Regions from separate parts of the Sus scrofa genome. Here region 1 is linked to region 2. The links are chromatin contacts, called in public Hi-C maps. All regions are on one chromosome and are shown on one strand. The core of a region is the stretch at or near the end of the contact, and the rest is flanking DNA. Distances in the headings are between cores, read along the strand shown. Region 1 holds the start of WDR38 (WD repeat-containing protein 38). Region 2 holds the start of NR6A1 (nuclear receptor subfamily 6 group A member 1).

Region 1 (5,350 bases), core at 1,397-3,896, 61 kb before region 2:
AAAAAGTAGGTTAAAAAAAGTGGTCACAGTTTAAAAAAAAAAAAACCTTATGGGCATTATTGCTAAGTGAAATTAGTCACAAAGAGGAATACTATATGATTCTACTTAAATGAGGTACTTAGTCAAATCTGAGACAGAAGGCAGAGTAGCAGTTGCCAGGGGCTGGGGAAAGGGAGGAACGGGGTTGCTTAATGGGTATAGAGTTTCAGTTCGAAGTGGCTAGTACGATATTACGTATATTTTAAACAGTTTTACGTGGTAGGATTTGAGTCCAGGTCAGTCAGAGTCAGGCCCAGGATCCCAGGGACCGGGTCCTCTCTCCTGCCCCATCCCTGCCTGGCTGTCTTGCTCAGATGCCCAGGTCAAATGTCAGAGGTCATTGTGGTGGGCTCTGCAGAATGCCGGAACAGGCCCATGGGCCTCCGTCTCCCCATCTAGGCTGAAGAGCCCCACCTGTGTGGCCACCCAGTTTCCACAGCAGCCGCCCGCTCTGAGTCTCCCAGCCATACACACAGCCGTCCTCAGAGGCCGTGAGCAGCCTCTGGCCGTCCGGAGAGAAGGTGGAGGAGTTGACCTGGAAGGAGAGAAGTCCTGTCCTGGGGCAGGATATACCTTTCTGGTCAGCCCTAAACACTACCCCAGGAACTTGGACCTAAGGCCTCACTTGACAACTAGAACCTAGAAACCACCCTGCAGTAGAGCCAAGAGCTTGGTGCTCTCTTTGCTGTCCTGTAAAACGAGTCTGAAGCTCAGAGCAAGCCCTCACTGGAGCCAGAGGCTGGAACCTTCTCCAGAAGCCAAAAGCCCATTCTAAAGCTGGAGAACTAGCTCAAAATCTGCTCTAAGCCCTGAGTCCCCTCTAAGCCAGAGTCCAAAGAATGCTGGAATCCGCCAGGAGTTTGAGCCCTCTCTGGAACCAGAGCTTAGAATTCTAGCGCCCATTCTGCAACTGGAGCCTAGGGAGCACTCGAAATCCCACTGCAAAGAACAAGAAACCATTCTAGACACAAAGCCAAGAAGCAAAGTTCTGAGCAGAGCCCGACATGGCCTCACCTCCCCGCGGTGCCGGCAGTAGAATTTCACTCTCCCCACCGCCAGCGTCCCGGGGGCCCCGCTGTTCATGGGCCCGCGGCCGCCCGCCCCCGGGGGCTCCCTCCTAGGTGGGCGCTGGCCTGACCCGCGGGCCCTGGCTCAGAGGAAGGGGAAGGGGGAAACTGTGTACCGGCGGTCTCCATGGCAATCGGGGCGGGGCGCGCAGCCGCCATAGAGTCTCTAGGAAGCCAAGAGAGGAGACTGTATGCGAGACACTGCTCTGAGCTCATGGGAGATGGGGCAGCAGCAGGCGGGACTGCCGGGGGCTCTAAGAAGGGACTTCCCTGCCCAGACCGCTGCAAGTGGAACCTTGGGCAGCTCTGGTCGCGGGGCAAGACGGCAAGCACAGCGGCCGCTAGAGGGCACGCCGACCCCACACACCGCGCCATCTCTCCCCTGAGCCCTTGCGCAGTGCCCATCAGTTTCCAAAGGCCCACAGCCGTCTTTGAGACGATCCAGTTTCCCCTTCGGCACAAAGGAGAAACCCATCTCTGTCCTCCAGGGCTCTAGGCTTGAGCCAAGCTCAGGGCCTGACACATAGTAAGTGCCCTGGAGGGCCCACTGTGGAGCCAAGACCCCTTTCCTCCAGGAGTGTCCAGTACCCAAGAACTCACAAGAAGAGGGTTGGAAACGGATTATCTCTGCCTTCCAGGATGCGGAGAGCCGGAAGCAATATGCAAAGCACAGGGTATTAAAAAGTGGGGTCACTGTTAGCATTCCTGGCACCACGAAGTGTCCTGTCTGAGGGTGTAGAGGGAGGCCCAAGGAGCTCCTTGTTGGCCACTTCAAGCTAAAACCAGGAAAGAACAGAACTTGGTTTCAATGTCCATTTTTCAGATGAGGAAACTGAGGCTCCAGGAGTGGGGGAACTTGTTCAAGGTCCCTCAGCAAATAGGAAACGAATTGGGGCTTCATCCTGTATCTGCCTGACCCTGAGGCCTGGATTAGGACCACCTGCCATGAATTCCAGGGGCCTCACAGCGGATAGCTCTCTGGTACGTCTGGGAAACTGAAGCTCTGAGGGGGCAGATTTGGCCCAGTCCTCCAGCACCTCCATGGCAGAGCTGGGGCCAGAACCCAGTCCCCTCTCCACAGTGGGACAGGGTAGGACTGAGACACTCCCCCACTGTCTAGTGGATTTCAGGCTCCCTGGGGGTGAAGCTGGGGCAGCTGGGCTTTGCGAGCTTCAAACTCAAGGGTTCCCAGTGGTGATTCACACCCCTCCCCCCAAACCTCTCTGCCAGAAATTCTTCTCACGGAGATCTGCTGTTCTCTCGCTCTATTTTAGGTCCTAGACAGTCAGGCGGGAGAGGGAGTGACAATGGCGGCTTTGAGGCGGCCCTAACTCCATTGTAACTCCCAAAGGGCCCAGGTCACGGAATTGGCTCTCCAGGGACCCATCTGAGTTGGACCTATAAGGCCACCCGCCTCCAGCTCCACACATGGGTCCTAGTCGTGCCCCCCCACCACACCTCCACTCCCGGTAGCTGGCTCCCCAGGCCCTCTCCCTGTTCCCTCTGTGTAGGCACTCTAAAGCCCCTGCCCCATTTGGCATTTCCCTGGCCACCCAGTTGCTTCTGCTTTACTGAAGGGCACAGAACCACCTTCCCCAGCCCAGCCCATCTCTCCCAGAGCTCTCTGAATAAGCCTCATCCGTCAGGCCCAGTGACTACTCAGCCTGTGGGGACCCAGGAATCTGTGGTGAATTCACCACCCACCGTGAATTCCAGGGCCCTCAAGGACCAAAGCATCGTGCCTACCTCTCTGCCTCTGTCACCTGCCCACCTTGCTCCCTGAACTTATCCACAAGGGCCCTTTCTTCCATCCCTTCATCTCCATTCCCACCTGGGCCTGTGCACACAGGATTCACCACCCTCGAGGCCACCTTGGGATCTAGCTCCAGTATCACTTCCTCTGAGTGGCTTTCCTTTGCCCAGCTCCCAGACTGAGAACTCCTGCCCCAAAGAGATCTGGATTCAACCCAGGTTTTGCCAACTACAAGCTCTGCAACCTTGGGCAAGATGCCTGATCACTCAATGCCTCGGTTTTCTTATCTGTAAAATGCAGATGCTGAAAGTGGTTGCCTTGTGAGGAGCTGGTGAGATGTGCCTGTTAAGGGACCCGGTGTGCAGTAAGTGCTCAGAGAACGGGGTGGGGGGGGCCTGACATCCATCTTTGTCACTTTAGCTTAAAATAAAGCTCAAAATGCCCTTTGCTAGGCTCACCCAAGGGGCCCACAACCCAGGTACAGCCCACAATGTAGAGAGAACATGGTAATTAGGAGCTGTCAGGCTTCATGACCAGCAGGACCTGAGGGTATGGCTAACCCTGGGTTTGGGCAGGGGCTGCACCTGCAGGATGGGGTCCATGGCAGCAGGGGGGATGCATGGGTCACAGTCACAGAGGCAGCAGAAGTATCTCACTGGCTTAGGTTCTGCCCGCAGGATTGGGTGACCCAGATCCTAGCCTCTCCAACAGGGCCCTTGGGGGACATTCTCCACCCCTTGACGACTATCTCTTCATTCTCTAGGAGCCTGCCCCGTTCTCTCCTCCCTCAGTCCAGACTGCCTGGGGAGGGGGCTCTGTGCTGACCTTTCCCACAATCACTCCAGCCCCTGAGGGTAACCCACAGTCCTGGGACCAGCTTTGTCTCTCTTCATTGCCCCTAAGTACCTACCTTCCCAGGCTCCTTGGTTCCTCTGAAACTACCGTAGGTACACAGCTATTCTAAAGTGCAACCTGGAGATTGAGAGAGGGAAATGACTTGCTCAAGGTCCCACAGCTGGAGCGTAGTAGAGCTGAGATTCAAACCCATGTCCAATAACTTCCAAGCCCCCAGCTCATTCCTTGCACCAGACATTCTTTCAGTATAGTTTGGGGAGGTTGGAGTATGAGCCTCTGCCCCATCCCCCCTCTGAGTGAGGTCTCTGTACCCTGCAGGACAGCCTATCCCATCATGCTGTTGGAGAGTCCTGGGTGACTCCATTATTTGTCCCCATCATGCCTAATCCTGAGAAGTTTAGTAGATCAGGGGGTGCCAGGGCTAGGATGTGCTTTCTGACAGTGTCCCAGGAAGCAGAGAAAACTTTTTTCATAAGAAAACAAGCAGAGAGGAGAGAGAGGTGGAGAGTCAGATGCCCAGCTTCCTGCCAGCTCTCCAGCTCCCAACTCCAGTCCCCAAGGCTGCCGTCCTAAAACACACCTGTTTCCTTAGAGTAAATTCTTTTTTGCTGAGTGAGCTCCAGTGTGATTTGGGTTATTTGCCATCCAACGGGCTTTGAATAAAATCTCTCTGTAATTTCCAGGGCCGGTCCCCTAATATTATCCCTTTTGGGCCTCTTTTCTGGGACTCCCCTGCGCACACATCCCCTTCACGTCTCAGTCATTTCCCCACAACCTGGGCCACTTTTACTGGAATGCATTGTATTTGTCATTGTCCCTTGTAAAGTGTGACAACTAGAAGTAGAAACATGCTCTTTGGAGGTAGTGATAAGTGCCAAGTCGAAAGGTACCATCACCTCCAGTTTTCTCAATTTCCAGTGCTGTAGCCTGCATTACTAGAGTCATTTGTGTTTTCGGCAGCTACATTATTCTGGTGACTCACTGAATTCGCAGTGGGAGCTTTTTCCCATGAACTACTGTCCAGTCACCTCTCCCTCCCTGATCTGATACTTGCACAATGGCTTCTTCGGAAACACGAAAGATCTTACATTATGCTGGTTAAATGTCATCTTTTTGGATCCCATCCAGCAGTCTAGTCTTGAAAGCACTGTACGTCTGGCTGCCATTGCACAAAGCATTAATTCTGCCACTTGCAGCAGCTGCAAATTTTATGAGTAGGCCTTCTGTGTTCCAAATCCAAATTGTGAAAATGATGATCAATGACTCAAGAGTAAGGACAGAGCCATGTGGTCTATCGCTGCGGAGGCTCACTTTTTTTGCACCCAGCCATATCCATCCCTAGTGGTCAGGTTCGCAGAGGACCCGCTTCCCTTAGAGGTAGATCTGAGTGGACAGGAGACCTCAAGCAGGGGTCTCTGGTTGTAAACAACAGACGCCATCGATGCAAAAGGGACCACAGGGAAAGGGGCTGGGAGTGGAATCCAAATGGGAATGACAGGGAGGAAGCAGGGCTGAGAATCCAGGGTGAAGCCATCTTTGGAGAGCATGCGATTGGCCCAGTGGGGGTCACGTGCTCACTCCTCAGCGAGGGTAGGACTTTTTTTTTTTTGCTTCATAGGGCTGAACCCAAGGCATA
Region 2 (5,801 bases), core at 3,101-5,600:
TGCATTCTGGGAATTTTGTAATGTATGTCCTATCTATTCAAATAATACACAAAATATACTTAAACAGAACCTGGTGGGGGTTCCCTTTCCCAACCCTTTCTCCCCATGCAGCCTGGCTCTGACTCTCTGGCTAGGTCCTGGAAGAGCAAGGCTGCTGTCATCTGAGAACTCTGCCCCTCCTGCTGGCTGTTCTCCCACGTGGCTCCATGCTTTCCTCTGGCTTCCTCCTTTTCACCCTGTCACCTGCCCTCTGTTCTTGGGTAGGGTCTAATCACAATGAATTCTCTGTTTCAACATGGTCTTGGGACCTTTGCACAGGCTGTTCCTTCCCCCTGAAACTCTATCTGCTCAGTGTGACTCACTCACTCCTACTCATCCTTCTTCCTTACTTTTTTTTTTTTTTTTTTGTCTTTTTAGGGCTTCACCTACAGCATATGGAGGTTCCCAGGCTAGGGGTCTAATGGGAGCTACAGCTGCCGACCTAAGCCACAGCCACAGCAACACCAGATCTGAGCTGCGTCTTCGACCTACACCACAGCTCATGGCAATGCCAGATCCTTAACCCACCGAGCGAGGAGGCCAGGGATCGAACCTGCAACCTCATGGTTCCTAGTTGGATACGTTTCCTCTGCGCCATGATGGGAACTCCTTTTTTTTTTTTTAATTAAATTTTTAAAGAAACTTTTTAATGTGTTTAAGTTGTGGCATTTGCATGCAATTGTGGGTATGTGATTATTTTTTTTTTGATTAGTGTCTTTCTTTCCCACTACAGGACAAGGCCCCCATGATGGGGCTCACACCTGCCTTGTTCTCAGCCACAGAGCTGTCTAGTTGTGTGCCTCTGGCCTCAGCACTCCCCCACCGATCCTTCCTTCTCCTCAGTTTCCTACCCAGCTCTTCCGTCATGAGTCCTGCTGGTGGTGGGAGTTGTCGTCATCTGTCTTTTGGAGCCTGTTTCCTCAAGTGTAATTTGGAGAGAAAAATACCTCTCAGGATCGTTGGGGGGAAAATGCAGGGGAAAGGATTCCTAGGAGGTGCCTACCTCACAGGACCCTATCTGCTTAGGACACTGGCTGAGGTCTCAGTACTTTTCTCAGTTTTGCGGTAGAAAAAGAAGGATTTCGAGTTCCCGTCGTGGCGCAGTGGTTAACGAATCCGACTAGGAACCATGAGGTTGCGGGTTTGGTCCCTGCCCTTGCTCAGTGGGTTAACGATCCAGCGTTGCCGTGAGCTGTGGTGTAGGTTGCAGACTCGGCTCGGATCCTGCGTTGCTGTGGCTCTGGCGTAAGCCGGTGGCTACAGCTCCGATTAGACCCCTAGCCTGGGAACCTCCATATGCCGCGGAAGCGGCCCAAAGAAATGGCAAAAAGACAAAAAAAAAAAAAAAAAAAAAAAAAAAAAGAAAAAGAAGGATTTGCAGAAGAGAGGTAAAGGGAACTAGGACCCTTCCTTAAATAACATCAGTGACAGGTCCCATTGATTAAGCCAGACCTTGTATTAATTGCTTTGCACGCATCATCTTATTTGATTCTCATAGCAATCCTGTGAGGTAGTAACTATCACTATTATCCCTCTCACCTTAGAAACCAGGACTTTGAGGCTCAAAGGTGACCAGACCAAAGTCACAGTCATTACACAGAAAAGTCAAATCTGTTTTTTATTCATTCTCCCACCCACTCAGCAATTATTTATTGTCTACTGTGTTCAGGTTCTGAGCTCAGCAGTTGGGGTTATACCGATGAGAGTGAGAAAAAAGGGATTTGACTAGTCAGGGAGATTAGGAAGGCTTCTGGGAGGAAGTGACAACAGAGCTGGAGTCTGAAGGATGAGGAGGAGCTACTTTCAAAGGCTGAATTTTTCTGTCCATCTTTGAGAGTTGACTTAGAATATTCATACATCACTGAAATCCCATGCTTTCAGGAGGTTCCTGCAGTGCCATGTAGCCCCCAATTAGATCTCCAAGGAAGGGGAACTCACTCCTTCCAGAAGTCTGTGATAGAAAGGGAAGCTCTAGCTCTAGGAAGCCTACCTGGTTCTCACTTTAGAACCCAGAGCTGAGAGAAGGGCCCAGAAGCTCCATCTCCTTGGTCCCCCTGCCTCCCACTGCACACTCTAAAGACTCTCCTCCCCCCCTGGGGCTGGGCAATGGTAGTGGGGAAGCAATCATGGAGAAATCATTTCTCACAGTCCACAGAGAGCTCAGCAGAGCAGTAAGGGAACACAGAGGGGATCTAGATGTCTTGAACAGGATTTTGAAAGATGAATAGGAGAGTGGGAGTGAGTTGGGTGAAGCCAATAGTGTGAAGGAGTCAAGCATTCAGGTTTTGGTGTATGACCAACTGGGTTTGGAATCCCTCTTACTGATGGGTGGTTTCGTCCAATAGGGGCAATACTGGAGCTACCTCACAGAGGAGACATGAGGTTTTGAGAACACAGCATTCATGTAGCTGGCACAGATTAAGGATGCACTACAGGTTAACCATTGTTGGTGAGGAATCGCCATCCAACCTGTAAATGCAGGGAAGCACTGCAAAACACCCTGCCCAGCAGGTGGGGGAGGAGTGTAATGAGAAATGTGGGCAGAAGTCAGAGAGGCAGGGCAGAAGTCAGAGTCGCACCAACCGACACGATGAGGATTTAAACATTAAGCAGGAGTTCCCCTGTAGCTCAGCAGGATAAGAAAGAGACAAAGTATCCGTGAGGATGTGGGTTTGATCCCCGGCCTTGCTCAGTGGGTTAAGATCTGAAGTTTCTTCGGTGTCACAGCTGCAGCTCGGATCCTGCCATTGCTGTGCCTGTAGGGTAGGCCATAGCTGCAGCTCCAGTTCAACTCCCAACCCCGGAGAACTTTCTTATACTGCAGGTGTGGCAGCAAAATGATTAAAAGAAATAAATAAAAATTAAGCAAGTAGGAGTTCCCGTCGTGGCGCAGTGGTTAAGGAATCCGACTAGGAACCATGAGGTTGCAGGTTCGGTCCCTGCCCTTGCTCAGTGGGTTAAGGATCCGGCGTTGCCGTGAGCTGTGGTGTAGGTTGCAGACACGGCTCGGATCCGGCGTTGCTGTGGCTCTGGTGTAGGCTGGTGGCTACAGCTCCGATTCGACCCCTAGCCTGGGAACCTCCATATGCCGTGGGAGCGGCCCAAGAAATAGCTAAAAAGACAAAAAAAAAAAAAATTAAGCAAGTAATGACATAGATGAGCCAATAGATTGGTGGGGTGTCAGGGTGGGGAATGGGTAGCCAGTGAGGAAGCTTCGGCATAACTCCGCAGAGTAGAGGCGGTCAAGGAATCAGCCAGTGTTCCTGTTCTTTGTCTTCAAACAGGCCAGGTAGAGCTCAGACCTTGGAAGGCAGCCACGGTGAGAGATGGGTCCCTGAGGTGGACGCCCCCAGCAAGCCGAGGCTGGTGGCTGCACGCCGCTTGGTGGCTGCGCGCCACCTGGTGGCCACAGGAGGTGGGGTCAGCTAGCCCCATCAGAAACTGCAAAATCTGGGATTTTGCTCTGGGAGACTGAGGCAAAGAGCTACGGCGGGGGAGGCTGGGATCCTCCAACTGGACCCCATCCCTATTCTAATCCCATTTCACAGATAAAAAAACTGAGGAGGAGGGAAAGCGAACTGGGTAAGGAGCCTCTTAAACGGGGGTGGGGGTGGGGTTCAAGACACCAGGAATGGACAGTCTGAGTTTCTTTAACGGCATCAATGGCCTGAAGCTTACTTAGTTTGCCATTCTGTTCTTTGGTCAGGGGTGAAAATGAAAGAGGAGGAAGAGAAACTTTAGTCTTTCCCGCCCACCCGGAGGTAAAAGGCTTTAAAGAGTACCCCGGAAAGCAGAGTTTTATAGATTCAATTTGCATACGAACGCAGTCATCCCGAGTTAAACTCCGGTCCTTTAATCTCGGGTCCAATTTGTCCCAAAGCCGCGGAGGAAGGCCCTCGTGAATACCTCCAAACTCCGCCCCCTCCGAGCCCCGCCTACAGGGCTGGGCTTCATTGCACGTGCTCACCCGGCTCCTTCGCGATCCGCCTCCTAGGAAAGACTCATTGTCAGGGAGGGAGGATACGGAGCATCGCAGGGACGGTTGATCATGGATATGTCATAATAAAGAGCAGACCCTGAAGTAATATTTATTCAGTTTTTTACCAGAAGTTTTCATCAGAGTTCGTGATGGTGACAAGCCTTGGCCTTCCCTTCTCAGGGCCTCCGTTCCCTTCTCCCACCCCTTCAATTGGTGGGGTCCCGCCCGGCCGACCTCGCCCGGTGGACTCCAATTCCCAGGGTGCCCCGCGGGGCATGCGTGGCAGCGGCGCGTGACGTCGGGGGTGGGAGCTGGCCAGTGCTGAGGGGGCGCGGCGCGGAGGGGCGCGGAGCCGGGCGGCTAGGGGCCCAGAGAGCGCCGCGGCCGGGAGCCCTCCGGCCCCTGACAGCCCCCTCCCCCCCGGCGGACGACGACGACGGCGAGGGCGCCGGTCATGGCGGAGCAGCGAACCGAGCGCGGGTCCTGAGCACCACCGCATGGAGCGGGACGAACGGCCGCCTAGCGGAGGGGGAGGCGGCGGGGGCTCGGCGGGGTTCCTGGAGCCGCCCGCCGCGCTCCCTCCGCCGCCGCGCAACGGTGGGTGAGGGGAGTTCAGAGTCCCGGCCCGGCAAGAACCGGCGCCCTGTCCCCTGCCCTGGGGATCCCTCTCCTTTCAGCCGACTCTCACCGTGGGAAGCTGCGGCGACCCCGGGTCCCCCCAGCGCGGACCCTCCCTCTCCTCCTTCCTCCTTCCCCGTTCCTCTCCGTGCTGATCCTCCCCCTGCCCAGTTCCCTCAATCCCGACCCTCGTTTCCCCCTCCCCCCTGTCCCCTCCGCACAAGCCTCCCCTCCCCCCGTCCCTCTGCGCGAATCCTCCCCCTTCCCTTAGGTCCCTTCTGCGCCGACCCCTCTCCCCGTCTCTCGGCCCCCTCACCTCCAGTCCCGTCAGTGGGGGCTTTCCCTCCCCCTCCAGTTCCCTCTGCTCCGAGGCCCTTTCCCCCCCCCCCGCTGGGGGACCCCTCTGTGGGGGCCTCTCCCCCAAAGTGTTCCCTTCGACTCTAAGCTTTTCTCTCCCCACCCGGATCTCCCCCACCGTGTTCCCCCACGCGGGCCCTTCTTCCTCCGCGGAAGCTCCCTCAGCGCCCTGAGGACGCCACACCCTCGTCCCCTTGGTTCTCTCTGCCCCTCACCTTTTCCCGTCTCCCTGCCGTCCCGCGCTTCCCGTGCTGCCCCAGCCTCCACCTCGGCACCGAACCCCCAGTTCGGTAGCTACTGGCTCAGCGTTTCCTTTTCGGACCCCGCGCCCTGCTTCTCTGCGCTCCTTCCCGGCGCTCTCCTGCCCGCCTGCCCCGGCCCTGTTCATCTCTTTCCCCCCGGTGGCTCGGATCTCCGGCCCGATCTGGTGCCCGGGACACCTGCCTCTTCCCTCCTTGCACTCGCCGGTCTCGGCCCGCGCCTGCCCAAGCTCACTTCTCTTCCCTTTCGCGATCCCGGAGCCCAGGCCCGGAGAATCCCTCACCTGGCCCTTCCCTCCCTCCGCTCTCCCCTGCCCCACGTCCCGGCCAAGTCCTCAGGTTCCTCGGGGCTGTGGCTGGGCCCGACTCGCCCTCCCACCCCCGGCTCCCTCCCCCCGCGGGGTGTTTTATTTGTATCTGTTTGATATTTTTCCCCTCAGTGTTTGCCGCGGAATGTTTTTATTGGTAACGTGTAAGGAGCTTTTGTGAGGTCGTAAAAGGTGAACTTTTGAACTTGGAAAGCGCCCTGGAGCAATTAGCGCAGGCGA

What was found. A called contact is a pair of places that touch in the nucleus more often than the background predicts.
Region 1: a contact with region 2 is called in a Hi-C map of embryonic fibroblasts, with 6 times the contacts expected there. The contact joins the promoter of WDR38 here to the promoter of NR6A1 in region 2. A contact is called at or near these places in 5 of 5 promoter capture datasets (fetal liver, fetal skeletal muscle, liver and 1 more), 32 of 47 Hi-C or Micro-C datasets (adipocytes, adipose tissue, alveolar macrophages and 18 more) and 2 of 2 datasets of contacts at active chromatin or transcription factors (alveolar macrophages and skeletal muscle).

What each region holds. Positions count from the first base shown.
Region 1 is chr1:265,629,449-265,634,798 of Sscrofa11.1, reverse strand. WDR38 (WD repeat-containing protein 38) reads right to left here and starts at 2,646. Exons shown (of 9, transcript XM_021068623.1): 1 at 1,054-2,646; 2 at 452-574. The coding sequence starts at 1,122.
Region 2 is chr1:265,569,436-265,575,236 of Sscrofa11.1, reverse strand. It overlaps NR6A1 (nuclear receptor subfamily 6 group A member 1), which reads left to right and starts at 4,350. Exons shown (of 10, transcript NM_001097499.1): 1 at 4,350-4,615. The coding sequence starts at 4,516.